Regions from separate parts of the Arachis hypogaea genome. Here region 2 is linked to region 1. A link is a contact called in public Hi-C data. All regions are on one chromosome and are shown on one strand. Each heading gives the region's core, a stretch centred on a gene start, on an enhancer-like site or on the middle of the called end of the contact. The rest is flanking DNA. Distances are from core to core; before and after follow the strand shown. Region 1 holds the start of LOC112782712 (ABC transporter F family member 5). Region 2 holds the start of LOC112784353 (pentatricopeptide repeat-containing protein At1g71490).

Evidence for each region. Hi-C and Micro-C count contacts between places; a contact is called where the count stands out from the background.
Region 2: a Hi-C map of leaf shows a contact between it and region 1, with 4 times the contacts expected there. The contact joins the promoter of LOC112784353 here to the promoter of LOC112782712 in region 1. A contact is called at or near these places in 3 of 8 Hi-C or Micro-C datasets (all in leaf).

The regions. Positions count from the first base shown.
Region 1 is chr20:106,867,239-106,875,158 of arahy.Tifrunner.gnm2.J5K5, reverse strand. It overlaps LOC112782712 (ABC transporter F family member 5), which reads right to left and starts at 5,240. Exons shown (of 9, transcript XM_025825236.2): 1 at 3,263-5,240; 2 at 2,439-2,780; 3 at 2,110-2,250; 4 at 1,804-1,983; 5 at 1,557-1,712; 6 at 1,160-1,261; 7 at 942-1,070; 8 at 514-618; 9 at 154-437. The coding sequence starts at 4,180. The coding sequence ends at 342.
Region 2 is chr20:107,172,408-107,180,327 of arahy.Tifrunner.gnm2.J5K5, reverse strand. It overlaps LOC112784353 (pentatricopeptide repeat-containing protein At1g71490), which reads left to right and starts at 4,121. Exons shown (of 2, transcript XM_025827525.3): 1 at 4,121-4,506; 2 at 6,041-7,920. The coding sequence starts at 6,210. It also overlaps the pseudogene LOC112786107.

The DNA of each region.
Region 1 (7,920 bases), core at 3,991-6,490:
TCTTTTCTTATTTGCACTTTGAAGTTTGAACGAAAGCCTCGACGAACGAGACACCGGACTATGTATTGTGTATGCTTCACCGTGTTAGCGCTTAATCATGTTTTTTCTTTCCCAAGAAAACAAATTGTCCAATCGCAGTAAAAATCTGGTTCATGGCTGATAATCTACTATATTCCATTTAATTACTCAAATGAATTAGTTTATTCATACATGATATGATTGATATATACAAAAGGCTAAGTAGCAAAAATAATAATCAATGTGCTACTTCACCTTGCAGCCCCTGGCAGTGTTTAAATTCGTCTAAAAAAGTATGGGGATTCTATGATAAATTAATGGGTTCACTTCCACCTCTTGGCATTCTTGGCGCTTTTAGACTTCTGTTTTGCTGCCTGAAAGGCTTGCATCTTTTGTTTCTTCCGTGCTTCTTTCTCAGCCTGTTAACAATGCAATTTTTAATTTACAAGCTATCTAACCAGATTCTCCGATTAATTAACCACACCATTGCCTTACCTTAGACATCTTAGACTTGGCTTTCACCTTAGGAGCTTTGTCCTCAAGCTCTGCTTCCCGTTCGAGCTCTCTCTCCCTGGCGTCAAGGTTCTTCTCTAAATAATACTGCAAAATTTTCGAGATTCTAACTTGTTAGCAATCTATGTGGTACACCAAGCAAAAACCAGTAAAATGACCTATAGATATAAGAAGCAAAAATATAATGACCCAGGGTTTATTTGGTTTTGATCCCTCACAAATGCAAAATCGCAAAGCAACCAAATGAAAGCTAGAAGATAACTTTGAGGACTTAAATCATATATGAGAATTGAGGATCAAGTGCAATCAAGCATGGCTTCCTAGGGCCAACTACATGTATAGAATTTGACCCATTTCAACTAGCTATAACTCTTATATAGAGATCACAGAAAAGGAACAAATTAACTTACATTGTAATCGCCTGCATAATCCTGTAAGGTGCCATCTTTAACTTCTATAACTCTATTAACTATTTGTTTTATAAAGTATCGATCATGAGACACAGTGATAACAGTGCCCTCGTACTCATTTATTGCTTCCTGGTAGAAGAATTAGAAATAAATCAGTAGTGTGATTGGTGATTTGAGCTTCCAATGAGGAGAAATATAGAGAGTAAATTGAGACAAACCTCGAGCATTTCTTTAGAAGGTATATCCAAGTGATTGGTTGGTTCATCCAACACAAGTAGAGTTGATGGCTTTACCATGAATTTGCAAAAAGCCAACCGTGCCTAGCAAACCAAGGAAGAGACGAGATAAATTCCAAATATTTATATTTGTGCGTTATCATATTTTGGAGAGTGAGAAATGGAAGAGCATCAATAGAACTAGTAAAGCTATTACATCAGAACAATAAGATGAAGCTAGAAAGAATATCTTAATTAAAAAAATAAACAAAGACATATCTTGGGAAAATCAACGAGAATCAGCCATGCAAACACTATTCTTGATGGTGCAAATGCATGGGGGGGAAAAAGGTAAATAATATATCCCAAAATTATCCATTTTTGGGTTGGATCAATTTACCTTCTCACCACCACTCAATAGGGAAACTTTTCGGTCAAGCATATCAGCTTTAAAATTACATCGGCCAAGAAGTCCTTTGATATCATCAATCTTCCAGTCCTCTGCAGCTTCTTCTACCGTCTGAAGCACTGTCTTGTCCAGATCCAGTGCCTCAGCCTGCACACGATTCGATTAACTCAAAAATCAGAACTAGGAGCAGCATCACAATTTAATTACAAACAATATATTCTTCGTTGCAGTGGCAAACCTGATTTTGCTCAAAATAGTTAGGTAATACATTATGCTCCCCAAGCACAACCTCACCCCCCATCGGCTTCTCTATACCCATTATCAATTTCAATAAAGTACTCTTGCCACATCCATTTGGACCAATAATTGCAATCTTTTCTCCCCTTTCAATTGTAAGATTTGCCTTCTTGAAAAGTGTCTGGCACCAAAATATGAAAAACAAAATTTGATCAATTGATGATTCCATTGAACGATGACATACTTACAGACACAAACTCACTCGTTGTAATGTCCACTTGTAAACAAGAAAAGCAAGGCAACTCACCTTATCCTCAAAGGCAAACTCCAAGTTCTTAATTGTTACAACAGATCTTCCACTCCTTCCGCGCTCAGGGAACCTGATTTTCATTTGTTTCCGTTCAAATGGCTTCTCTACTAGTTCCTCATCCTGAAGTCTCTCCAGCTTCTGTTGTCATACATAACGAAGGAGGAATTCTTTCTAAGCAAATAATATAAGGACTAAGGAGCAAGAAAACAATTGAAGCCACACTGTGGAAGCAATGCACCTAATCTCAATAATTTAACACAAGCAGGTACAAGAACTGGTATATTTGAACCTTCAACTTTGTACAAAGTTCACATCATCACATATACCTTCTCGGCAGATGAAGCACGGCCGGAATTTGCTCCAGCACCTAACCTACTAATTAAATCTTTGGTCAGCTCAATTTCTTTCTTCTGCTTTTCCCATGCGGCGTACTGTGCCTCAATCCATGCTGCCTTTGAAAGTATAAACTGAGAATAATTCCCCTCAAATGTCCTGGATACACCCATGTCAGTTTCCACAATTTTTGTGCACAGCTGATCAAGAAATGCTCTGTCATGGGAAATGATAACCATGGGGACATCCTGCTTGTTAAGATACTCTTCGAGCCACTCAATGGTATCAAGGTCAAGGTGATTCGTCGGCTCATCCAACAACAACAAATCTGGCTCCTGCAAACAGACAATTTAAATCTTATCAGCATAAAACATCAATTATTCCAAATGCTTACTAATACGAACGCAAGCATTATGCATTGAAGAGTGACGACAGAAAACAACCAAAACAATGAAGCAACCGATATCAAGTTTTCAGTTACCAAGCCACAGTGTGCTAAATGTTTCAATAAATTTACGCAAAGACGCTGAAAAAATTCTATGTATCTGAACACAATTAACAATTATTTAAGATCAAATGGAGTAATTGCCACAAAGTAGTGCATGCAGTGTAGCCAATGCATGAGAAAGGTTTCACAAAAGAAGCAACCCTTCACAACACAACTGTAGCATCCCTTATACTCAATTCCAACTAGATTATCCCACTCAACAAACAATGTCTCAATTCTCGGGAAAAAAAAAAAAGAAAATACATATAATCTGGTATGTGTGTACCCCATAGAATAGCAGCATGTTTGTGATATGTAATTCATAGATACCTGAAGTAAAATTTTCCCAAGAGACATTCTCATCTGCCACCCACTGCTAAAAGAAGCAACCAACCTATCAGAATCTTCAGCTGCAAACCCAAGCTCAGGCATCAACTTACTTATCTTGGCATCAACCTCATCCAAATCCAAAGCCTGTGCCTTTCTCTGAAGCAAATCAAACTCATCAAGAAGCCTCCCCATCAAATCCATGTCATTCACGGCACCTTCTAGAGCCTTCTGAACCTTGTCAAGCTTCACCGCTATCTCCATCTCCTCCTTGAACGCGCTCGTGAACTCTTCCCTCACCGTCTTACTGGGCGAAACCTCGAATTCCTGGCTCAAAAATGCGATTTTCATGTTCGGTTTGGCTTTAATGACGTTACCTGAATCGGGTTCTTCTTGACCCGCAATAATCCTCATCTGCGTGGTTTTACCGGCACCGTTAACGCCAACGAGGCCCACTTTCTCTCCCTTCTTCACTTCCCAGCTCACGTCTTTCAAAACCGTTACACCCTTGTAGCTCTTGGTAACGTTTTCCAATTTTACCCCCGAAGAAACGCTGGAAGCTCCCGTAGTGGATTGCTTGTTGGCGCGCCGTTTATCGAAGTCATAGTCGTTGGAAGAAGGTTCGGAGAGGAGGGACTCGATGTCGTCTTGTTGTTCGATCGTCGTTTCGGCGAGGGAGGTGTCGTCGGTGGCCACGGCGGAGAAACGGAGAGTGGTAGTGGAATTGGTAGGTCTTATGGCGTCGAAGAATCTTCTTCTTCTTGTTGTTGTTGGGTTAGTGAAGTGAGCGTTGTTGATGCGAACTGGGCGAAGATGAAGGGGTGGGCGGGAGAGAGGTTTAGGAGGTTCGAAGATAACGGAGCCACCGCTGAGAAAGGCAGAAGTGAGATCGAGGTGGTGGAGCTTGGCGGCCAACTCCATTATGAAATGAAAGGCGGTTAGTGGATACAGAGACAGTTACGGACTTCAACTTTGCAATGGAATTGGGAGTGTGAAAGTGAGAACGCAGAATGAGTTCTCTCTCCCACACAGAAAAGATAAATTACACAATATTTCAGCCCATCAAAGAGATTTCCACTGGCACACACTGTTGGGATTTTCCCATCCACTTATATGTTATATCTATGCTTTTCTTTAATTTCTCTTTCCAAAGTTAGACGTTTTTATTATTGAGTTTAATTACGAGTTAATTTTTTCATGTTAATATGAACTAATTTTTTAAAAATTAATTTTTATTTCTTTGGTGTCTTAAAAACTGATTTGCATACTTATTTTTACCATAATTTTTGGGAGCCAACTTAATGAAATAAGTGATAGATTAAGGAAAACATATATATAAAAGAGGAGTGTTAGAAAATAAACAGATTTTATAATTTGTAATTATTAATTAATTATTATTAATATTTTTAATAATATAATTAATAATGTAAAATTATTATTTTTTTATTAATTAATTACTAACTAAATTTAAATAAAAATATTGGTCATACATTTTTTTTTATATAAAAACTTTACGAGCCGATGTTATCTTATCTTACTCATTGATATTTGTAATATATGAAATGCTCTTTTTTTCAAACTTTGGTAAGCATTAAATTGTTTTTATTTATCAGTAAAGTGATATAGATATATATGTAAATTATAGCAAATAAATGAAACGATTAATTTTCGTTAATTATTGACTAATTAAAATAAAAGAGACCATGTGAAACTATTGTTAATTTGAGATGGAAAATAATTTTAAATTTTATTATATAATATTTTTTATTTTATTTAACAATTATATAATAAACATTATATTTAACAATATCATTAGAGAAAAAGAATCGAGAGAATCTATTCTATTTCAAGAGTATTCTTTTAGCTTAAGCATGGAAATGACTACTGCAACTTGAATTTCTCGTGGCCACAAAAATAGAGAGAGAGAGAGAAAAGAAAAACCAAACATATCTCGTAGGGGGATTTTGTGTGGAGTGTGGTGGTGCTAAGCGCGATAAGGTCCTATCATTGAATAACACGCGTGAGTTTATGAACTCTTTCGTTCCATGTTATAGCGTTTACCAGTTTACTTAAGGCTGAGCACAATTCGATTTTGTTTGGATTTATGATAAAATTAGAATCAAATTGATCAAAATATAATTAGTTCAGTTTGATTTTGATTTGTATTTTTTTGTATATATATTCGAACTAAACCAAATTGATTAAAAATAAATTAGTTCGGTTTGGGTAATTAGGTATCCGATGATTTTAAAATTCATAAAAAAAATCAAATTTTTATCTTAAAAATTCAATAAGTACAATAAACATGTAACATTAATAGAAATAATCCAAACAGTAAATACATTAAAAACTAAACTTATTAAAATCCAAACATATTAATAGTGAATAATCTTTGTCTAATAAAAAATTATATATATATATATATATATATTATTTAATTAATATATGATCAGGTTCACGGGTTGTTCGGGTTCTGCACTCCTAGAATCGATACCCGAATCAATTACTAACAAAGATCATCGGTTTGGTTCGAGTTGAACCCAATTATCCGTTAGTTCCAAAACTAATTTAATTTATTCGATTCGAGTTTGAATGGGTAAACGGATATCCGCTACCCGTGCTCATCCTAAGTTCACCTATTCACTCCACGTCTCATCACTACAAGCAACCGAAAATTCTTTTTTTTTTTTGGTCACACCAAAAATTCTTAGAAAACTTTTTATGAGAAACAATGTGGTGGGATGTTCTCTGGATCAATCAAATAATAATAGCTCTATTCATCAGACCAAAAACAAGCCTATCCATAAAAATGAAAGTCAAAAAGCCCATAAGGGATTACTAATAAGCCCATTTTAAACATTTCAAATTTTTCATATGAGGCTTTAATTTAGTGATCCATCATCATGTCTCAAATGTGCTGCATTGGGTTCAAGTCTCACTAAAGACATAGTAGATTATCGTCCGCTCTAATTATTGGTTTATTGGTCTAATCAATTCAATCGTAGTTTAATTAAAAAATTATTTTAAATTAAAATAATAAATAAACATCTTAAAATATAATTATAATCTAATATAAATCTTAAAATATTTTTTAAATTTAAAACATTACATGAAATATCATCAATCAAATCCATATGATCTTATCAAAATACAAACTCAAAAGTTAAATAGTAAAAAGAAATATCTAAATATTAAATGCCAACATAAAGATTTATCATTTATCAATCATCAAAATCCGCAAAAAATTTGTTGCAGATTTTTTTTGGTGGAATCATCTTTACCTTCATTTCCACCATCTTGAGCAGAAGAATCAAGAGATGCAGCATAAAGACCACTACTACCACCACTATTTTGATATAAATCAGCATCAATATCACCTAATAAAATACGTATTTATCATAATATTAAAAACTAACAACATTCTAATAAATCATTAGAAAATAAACTATAATACTCACGCAATAAGTCATCCACATTACTAGAAAGATCAGGTTCTTTCTCTACAATCTCTTCCGTTACCCAAAAATCAACTAAATTGATGCTTTCATAATCAATTGAATCGTATTGTATCTTTTGCTTTCTTTTTCTTTTTCTTTTTCCTTCCTAAAAAATTAAATACAACATATGAAAAAGTAAACAAATTTGTTATCATAGAGATTATATATGAAATAATATGATATTGCATGAAACATATATTACCTGGATTTAAGACGCAAATTATAAGTAACATAAACAATATCATTCAGTCTATTATACTCCAATCTTTTTTTTTTTGTATGAATCTGGTCAAAAAGACTCCAATTCCTCTCACACCTAGAGGAAGCAGATGCATGGTTAAGAATGTGAACATCTATCCTTTGTAAACATGGAACAGAACTACCGAACAACCTCCACCATTCATCTACTAATTATAAAACCATAACATATTAGAAGTTATCAGTTAAGAAAATGAAAGCATAAAACAAGTTACTATTAAACAAATATTCTTACCAGGCTTAAGTTTTTTTGTAGCTTGAATAGATTCTTGGCCTATCAAAACTTTTTTTCCGATCTCTATATAAATGTATTTCTTTTACTGCCTCAACTAAATCCAAATTGTTACACTTGCAATACAAGGTAACAAGATCAAGTAAACCTCACATAACATTAGGTGCTTCATTATAATTTTCATCTAAAAAGAAAGCAGGATTCAGGAAGTAAGCTGTAGCATGAAGATCTTTTTTCAAAGCACAAACCTTTAGAATAATACACCAAGAAATTAATTAATGTTCTTTGTTTTTTATCTGTCCAACCATCAACCATGAGGGTACATCCAATTTCTCTCCATGCACTTCTATAACTATCAACTAGCATTTAACATTCTCTTTTAGATTAGCCAACAAGTGAACCCTTAATTTATCATAAGAAGGACCCTTATAACCAGGTCCAATACCAGCAACACTATCCAACATATCTTGAAAAACTGGCAACATCACTGCATTAAATGGAATTCTACAATCCAAAAGCCACCGAGCAAACTGTTTATCAATCTCGTGTATCGCCTCTTTGTTTTGCAAGACACTTTTAAGACTTGGTTGAGCTTCTAGAGTTGTTCTTGGTGCAAACATAGGAGGAATGACTTTGGCTTTTTTTTGGGGATCGCCTCCAACCATTTGCTTACT
Region 2 (7,920 bases), core at 2,872-5,371, 310 kb before region 1:
TGTTCCTTATCTCTATAAGACCGTAAAGTATCTGACACGTTAAGCTAGTGAAGTTGACGTTAAGCGTCAATATCAATAGTTTAAAACGAACAGGGGTTGATTTGTCCTAAACCCAAATTAGTCAGGGGTATCCCATTCATTTAGGTGAAACGACATCATTTTACGTCAAATTTGTTAGGAACCTATTTGTCAAGAGCTTATTTGTCCTAAAAATTAAAAAAAAAAGCAATATTTTTTAAATTAATTTTTTATTGTTGTAATATTTATTATATTAATATTTTTTTCAATATTTTTTTATTTATGGTATAATAAATATAAACTAATTAATAATACTTGATATATTATTACAGATATTAAATAAATGAAAAATAATTGGGAGAATTAAATAGTAAACCTAATTATCCTCCTAATTTTATAAAATTGACTCTTGTCAAATTTTTTTATATCTCATGAATAAGTATTTTTCTCTCTTAATTATCAATTTTTTATTCCTATTTCTACTCATTTATTTGGTTTTATATCCTTTTTTATTTTTTCAAATTCTCTCTATATTTTTCTAAACTTACAAATATGAAATAATGACTTATTATCTTTTAAGTCGAAAAAATTAAAATTTATTTATGTGCTATAATCAACCTCCTAAATCAACCACAAAAATCATTTGACAGATAATTTATCGAGGTTATTAAAACATTAAAATGAAAACAAAAATTTTTATTTTTACGTAGTTTTGTTTCAAAGTTAATTGGTGCACTACACTTGTGGTTTTACTTTTTGTTATTCAATTTTCGTTGATTTGGTTTTTTTGGTTAAATATAAGAGATGATCACTTTATATTATATATAATATGCAACTCTTAAAGTTCATCATAAGTGATCATTTTTAAATTATTATGACATTCTTAAATTTAATGTACAAAAAATTTTAATTAATTTACATATATTATTATTATTATTATTATTATTATTATTATTATTATTATTATTATAATATATTAAATAATGTATTTATTAATTTTTACTTTATTGTTTAAATTATTTAGATTATAAAATGAATAATACATCACAAGATTATTATTATTAATTTATTAATTATATTTCAATTTTTACTTATATACTTAAAAATTTATTGAAAATTATTTATTTAGTTTTATAATAAATGATATTTTTAAATTTAAATTATTTATTCATTAGTTCATACGTATTACACCATATATTTAAGAATTTGTTAAAAAAATATCAATATAATAAAAATTAAATTTAAAAATATATTATTTCAAAAATTTTTAGAATAAATATATGTCAGACTAATTTGACGTTAAAACGACGTCAATTTATCCAAATAAATAAAATAAATACACTCATGAGTCCTGGCCCATTTAAATTTTGGAACAAATTGGTCCAGTCTTCTTTTAACTATCTACGTAAGCACTTAACGTGCATCTCACTAACCTACCAGATCAAAAACTTTTTGTTAGTGTTTGACAACAAAACTCAGGGCTTGTTTGAATAGGTTCATAAGTGACTTTTTTTAACTTTTTAACTTATGAAAAGGTCTAGTATTAATGTTTGATATAATTTTCAAAACAAAATTACAACTTTTCAAAAAGCTATTTTGATGCTTAAGGAGAAGTTAAAAAAAATGACTTCTCTCATAATAAAAAGTTTTTTTATCACTTTTCTCTTAAAATAAGTACTTTTAGAACTAAAAAACTAAACACAAAATAACTTATTTATAAGCTACTTTTAATATAAGCATTTATTGTTTAAACTATTTTTTTAAAGAGTAACTTAATTAAGTTGTTTACCTAAATTGGACCTTAAAGAAGGGCGCATTGTTTCACCGCAGAAATAAGAAACAAGGGCCAATGATTTATGAAAAGAATAAAGAACGAATTGATAGTTCACTTTAAATTCATAAGTATTGATATAATAAAGTATGAACAAATAAAAATACGACATGTAAATTATATTATTCATATCAATATTTATTTATTTTTTTTAAATATATATCATTTCATTATTTTTACTAAAACATACATCCTTATAATTTAATAAAAATGAAAAATATTTTTTATGTTAAACAAAAATTACTTCTTTAAATTAATTAAATTTTAAAATTACTAACTTTAATTTTATATATTTAAATTTCAAATAATCTAAAAAACACAAAACAAAAATACATAAAAAAAATTTGAGTAAAGGACAAATCCGTCCCTAACTTTTTTTTTGCGGATATTTTCGTCCCCGAGAATTGAAAAATACTTTAATGTCCCTGACCCCTCGAAAAAGTGGACATATTTATCCCTCTGTTAGAGTCGTTCCGTTTGCCCTGACGGAAAACGGTGACGTGGCTCCCGTGGCGCTGACCTAGCCGTTACGGACTGCCACGTTGGATGGGCTTTTGAAAAGAGGACATATTAGTCCTCAGGGACCAAAACGTCGCCGTTTCTCCCCCACCCCAAATCTATAAAATCCTGTAACCTCAGAAAACACTTGTCTTTCACCCACACTATAGTGACCTCAGAAAACAACATCATGATGAACAAGAACATATCATTAACAAGAACAACACATGTGAAAGTGAAAGAAATATAGAGATTGAAAGAGAGGATAACATTGACTACTCACCACACCACTCACCATCCATCAAGCTGTGCCAAAACCCATATGATTAACAAGAACAACACATGAATTCTTTCATAGGAATTGGAATGTAGTGTGTTGTGTTGTGTTGAGTTGTGTACTTCAACAAATTGGGAGCAAAGTTGAGTTGAGTTTGACCACTATTAACACTAAATCTACTAGTAATTGCACTTGAGCTCGCTGCAACAACAACCAAACTTGTACACTCCATTAGGATTTAGGACATGATGGACGAGAGTAAGTGAAAAACTCAAAAACCAAGCAACCAATAATGCAATCCCATTATCATTACAAAGCTTATTAGTCTCTCCAACTTGGAGAATTTTGCTTTCTTTTAATCACAACCAACATTATGAATTTCCAAGCTGCATTTGCACTTGTACACAGCAAACACTGATGATCAAGGTCCTCAAAACCGCTTCCAGCCTCAATCTGCAGCAATTCATCATCATCATAATAAATAACTTAAAACAAATCCTAATTGAATTCATGGACTTCTCCACTCAAAAAACTAAAAACAAAAGAGCCCTAAACCTAAAATTTTCCGGGCCCTCCCAACTTAGAAGCCAGCAAATTCAGATGTCCAGGAAGGTAATTTCCCAACCTCGCCGCCGAAGCTTCTCCTACGGCTTGTTGCTGCTGCTGATGCCGATGGTGAACGAACAAAGAAGCTTGTTGCTGTTGAGACACCGACACCGTCGCCAACTGCACAACCATCTCCAGCAGAGGAGCAGCCGCTGCAAAACTTCAAATTTGACCAAAATCGGGCCTGGCCAGGAGGACCCAGAGCCCCGCGGGAGCTCCAGGGCCCACTTAGGACCCACGGCGGGCCCCACGGAGACGCTGTCATCCTTGGCGGAAGCGTCGTCGTCGGTACGTATGCGCTTGCCGAATATGAAGGGAGTGAGACCCAGCAAGGACTTGTGGTCGAGCGAAGACGCTGCGGAGGTTGAGGAAGGAGAAGAGAGAGAGCCAGCACCGCCGCGTACGGAGACGGAAACGGAGGAGAAGCTGGTGGGAGTGGTTCTAGTTCTGGTAGCGGCGATGATTGAGGGCTCGGCCTGGCGGAGGAGCCACTCGATGGTCTGGCCGTCAGACTTGGGGCCGACCTCCGTCGAATGCCATGAGTCGGAATACTCTTTTTCTTCCTTCATCCGCTTCACCTTCACACTGTATTTGAAGGATTAGAGCTCACAGGACTTCATAGATTGGGGGTGGGGGAGCAACGGCGACGTTTTGGTCCCTAGGGACTAATATGTCCTCTTTTCAAAAGCCCATCCAACGTGGCAGTCCGTAACGGTTAGGTCAGCGCTACGGGAGCCACGTCACCGTTTTCCGTCAGGGCAAACAGAGCGACTCTAACGGAGGGATAAATATATCCACTTTTTTGGGGGTTAGGGACATATTAAAGTATTTTCCAATACTCGAAAACGAAAATGTCCATAAAAGAAAGGTCAAGGACGAATTTGTCCTTTACTCAAAAAATTTAGGTCCCATAATATCATCTCAGTAGTCTTGATGCTCTCAACCCTAATCTCCATTCATATCCAAAAAGAAGAAATACATCTGAGAATTTGTTCGTCATCTTCTCTAGGTTTTCCCTCCCTCTAAACTCTGAACTCCGACTGAAATCACCAAATCGGAGTGTTGGTTGCGTTACCGTGAACCTTGAGGCCTGCTGCGGTGCCGCCTGTGGGTGTTGCGTGATTGCGACTGCGCTACCGTAAGTGCATCTCTGTATCTCTCGACTGCGACTGCGACTGCATTGGAAGGTTGCTGACTTACTGTCGCTGCTGCTTTGTGTCGTTCCTGGTTGCTGCTGCCTGCTGCCCTCTTCTCCTCCCCTGTTGTGTCATTTTAGGTAAGCCATAAATCTCTTTTTCTCCCTCTGTTATTTGATTTCACTCCATCATCTCTCTGTTCAATATCTCAATTCTCAAGGCTCAAGTATTCAATGTTGAGAAACCAAATACCTCTGCTACAAAGTGAACGATATGCTCTGTGAATGATGATTTTAAATTTTAAATTTTAAATTATGGTGGTGCTTAGGATTCTAATTCATGTGTGGTTTGTTACTTGTCATTTTGGATTTTGGAAGTTGTTGTACTTGTTAATTATTTGATTGTATCGCTTGTTGATTTGCTTTCCTTGTTAGTAGTTTAGTTATTTTATATGCTGAATTTATTTTAATGTCATATAAACATGTGAGTTGTGAATTTATTTTTCTTTTAAAATATTTGTATTCTTTATTGTGCTTTTGAATGCTAAACTGTTCTAAGGTTCAATTTGCTCTTGAATCAACCTGTTTTGTGTTTGCTTCACTCTGATATAGGAAGAAAACTGTGCTGTGTTCTTGATCGGTGAAGAGCACTGTGCTGTGTTCTTGCATAATTATAGAAAGTGTACTCTTCAAGCCCTTGGATTATTTTCACTGCTGATCAGGTACCTTTTATGTATATTTTTGTACATTTTGGTAACTGAATTTGCAAATTGCCACACCTCAGTCAAGTTCTAGTGACCATCTTAAACTTTAATTTTTCAACCGGTTCGTTCATTAATCATCCCAACCATTCATTTACTATAGCATCAATTGATCAAAGATATGGATTATTGAGATTATAATAAAGTAGTAACTAGGCAACACTATGTTATGCACTTTGCATATTGACATCTTCTGTCAGAATTTTCAGAGTAGGGTCCAGTTGGTTATGGTTTGCTTTCATGGCTTAAATTTGTATAGCAATCCAAATCAATAGTGACCTCAATTTTGAGGGACCTCAATGTAAACTTGCATGATTGATACTAGTTACAGTCACTCTCACTCTCACCACAGGGCATGTTTGGGTTTAGGATCTTAAATATGTGTCTTGGATGATGTGAGCATTTAATTTCCTTGGTCATGCTGGGGTTCAAACAAGCATTAGTAAGATAATGGGTTATGGTTTATGAAGTATTATCCTACAACTTAAGATCTCGGTATTTTATCCAGGTGAAGCTTTATATTCATTTTGAGTTGAATGAAGTCTCAAATATAACATATATCAGAAAGGTATGTTGAACTTCGTTTACATATACAGGTAATGGAATATGTGACTGGGGCAGGAGCAGCAGCATTGCTGCAATCAGCAGTGTTTGCAAAGGCAGGGCAACCTGAAGTTCAATGGATAAAGGTTTGCAACATGTATGGGAAATTCTGCAACCAAGTGGGAGAAGGGGTAGCTTCTGTTGTGGGAAATTCTACGAAAATATGTTAAATATGCTAAGAGATATAATCCAACTTTGGTTGTATTTTAGTTTTGAATTATGAAAGCTTACTATTTACTATTTAGGAGTCACTATTTACTATCCCTTTACGATTCTATGACTTGCAATTTTCCGTTTGTCTTCCATTTCAGGTAAAATATACGACATCTCACTTCTCCATCGGCACTGCATCTTCCACACTTGGGTACTCCCTCCATATTCACAACTTAAAATTATTGAGCTCGACAACCCTGTTACAGAACCAAATCCATCAAATGTTGTTCAAGACATGTGCTTGCTCCTTATTGGCCATGACAGTTTATGCCATCTTCTACAACTATACCCACAAAACTCTTACTCTCACGAGTTCAGAGGTTCCTACCTAAACCATGGAAACAACCTACCAAACAGTTTGACAAACACTTTGCCTTCACTGATGCATCTATGGTTGGTGTTCTTGTTGCAGCTCTCAAGGACTTTGTTAACCAAGCCAACTTGTCTAACGCATTCAAAACCTTCTTTCAAATACAGCAACATGCAGCACCATCACTTTCTACTGCTTCTTCTTCCTATATCTTGTTACACCCCATTAGTTCTCTTCTCTTGGGTTGCACTAACCTTAAATCATTGCCACAGGGTAAGCAGCTTCATGCCCAAGTCATTTCATTGGGTCTTGATCAACACCCTATTTTGGTTTCAAGGCTCACTAATTTTTACACTAGTTTCACTCTCCTTGCTGATGCTAATGTTGTTGTTGAGAGCTCCACTAGTTTGGATCCATTGCCTTGGAATATGGTTATATCTTCCTATGTTAGAAATGGGCTCTTTATGGAGGGTCTTTCCGCATATAAGAAAATGGTGAATAAGAGGATTGAACCTGATGATTTCACTTACCCTTCTGTTCTAAAGGCTTGTGGGGAATTGTTAGATTTTGCTACTGGTGTGGAGGTTCACAAGTCTATTGAGGCTAGCTCAATTGGGTGGAGCTTGTTTGTGCACAATGCATTGGTCTCTATGTATGGTAGGTTCGGGGAATTGAAGGTTGCTCGCCAAATATTTGATAAAATGCACCACAGGGATGATGTTTCTTGGAACACTATGATCAATTGTTATGCTTCAAGGGGGATGTGGGAGGAAGCGTTTTGGCTATTTGGATGCATGCAAGAGGAGGGTGTTGAAATGAATGTGATCATTTGGAATACTATTGCTGGAGGGTGCTTGCATTCAGGAAATTTTAGTGGGGCACTTAAGATGCTTTCTCAGATGAGAACTAAAATTCATTTGGACAATGTTGCGGTGGTTGTTGGATTGAATGCATGTTCCCACATTGGAGCCCTTAAATTGGGAAAGGAGATTCATGGTCATGCTGTAAGAACATGCTTAGATGCATTTGAAAATGTAAGAAATGCATTAGTTACAATGTATTCCAGATGTTGTGACCTCAGGCATGCATATATAATGTTCCACAGAATGGAAGACAAGGGTTTAGTTACTTGGAACGCGATGCTTTCTGGATATGCACACATGGATCGATCTGAGGAAGTCTCACACCTTTTCAGAGAAATGTTACACAAGGGTGTTGAACCAAATTTTGTAACCATTGCAAGTGTTCTTCCCCTTTGTGCTCGCATAGCGAATCTGCAACATGGCAGGGAGTTTCATGGCTACATCATGAAGTGTGAAGAGTTTGATAAGTATTTATTATTGTGGAACGCTCTGGTGGACATGTATGCGAGGTCTGGCAAAGTCTTAGAAGCCAGAAGAGTGTTTGATTCGCTGAGTGCAAGAGATGAAGTCACATATACTTCCATGATCTTGGGGTACGGTATGAAGGGAGAAGGACAAACTGCTCTAAAACTATTTGAAGAGATGTGCAAGTTGAAGATTAAACCAGACCATGTAACAATAGTTGCAGTTCTAACAGCTTGCAGCCATTCTGGTCTTGTATCTCAGGGTCAGTTACTCTTTAAACAGATGACAGATGTTCATGGGATGATACCGCGCATCGAGCACTTTGCTTGCATGGTTGATC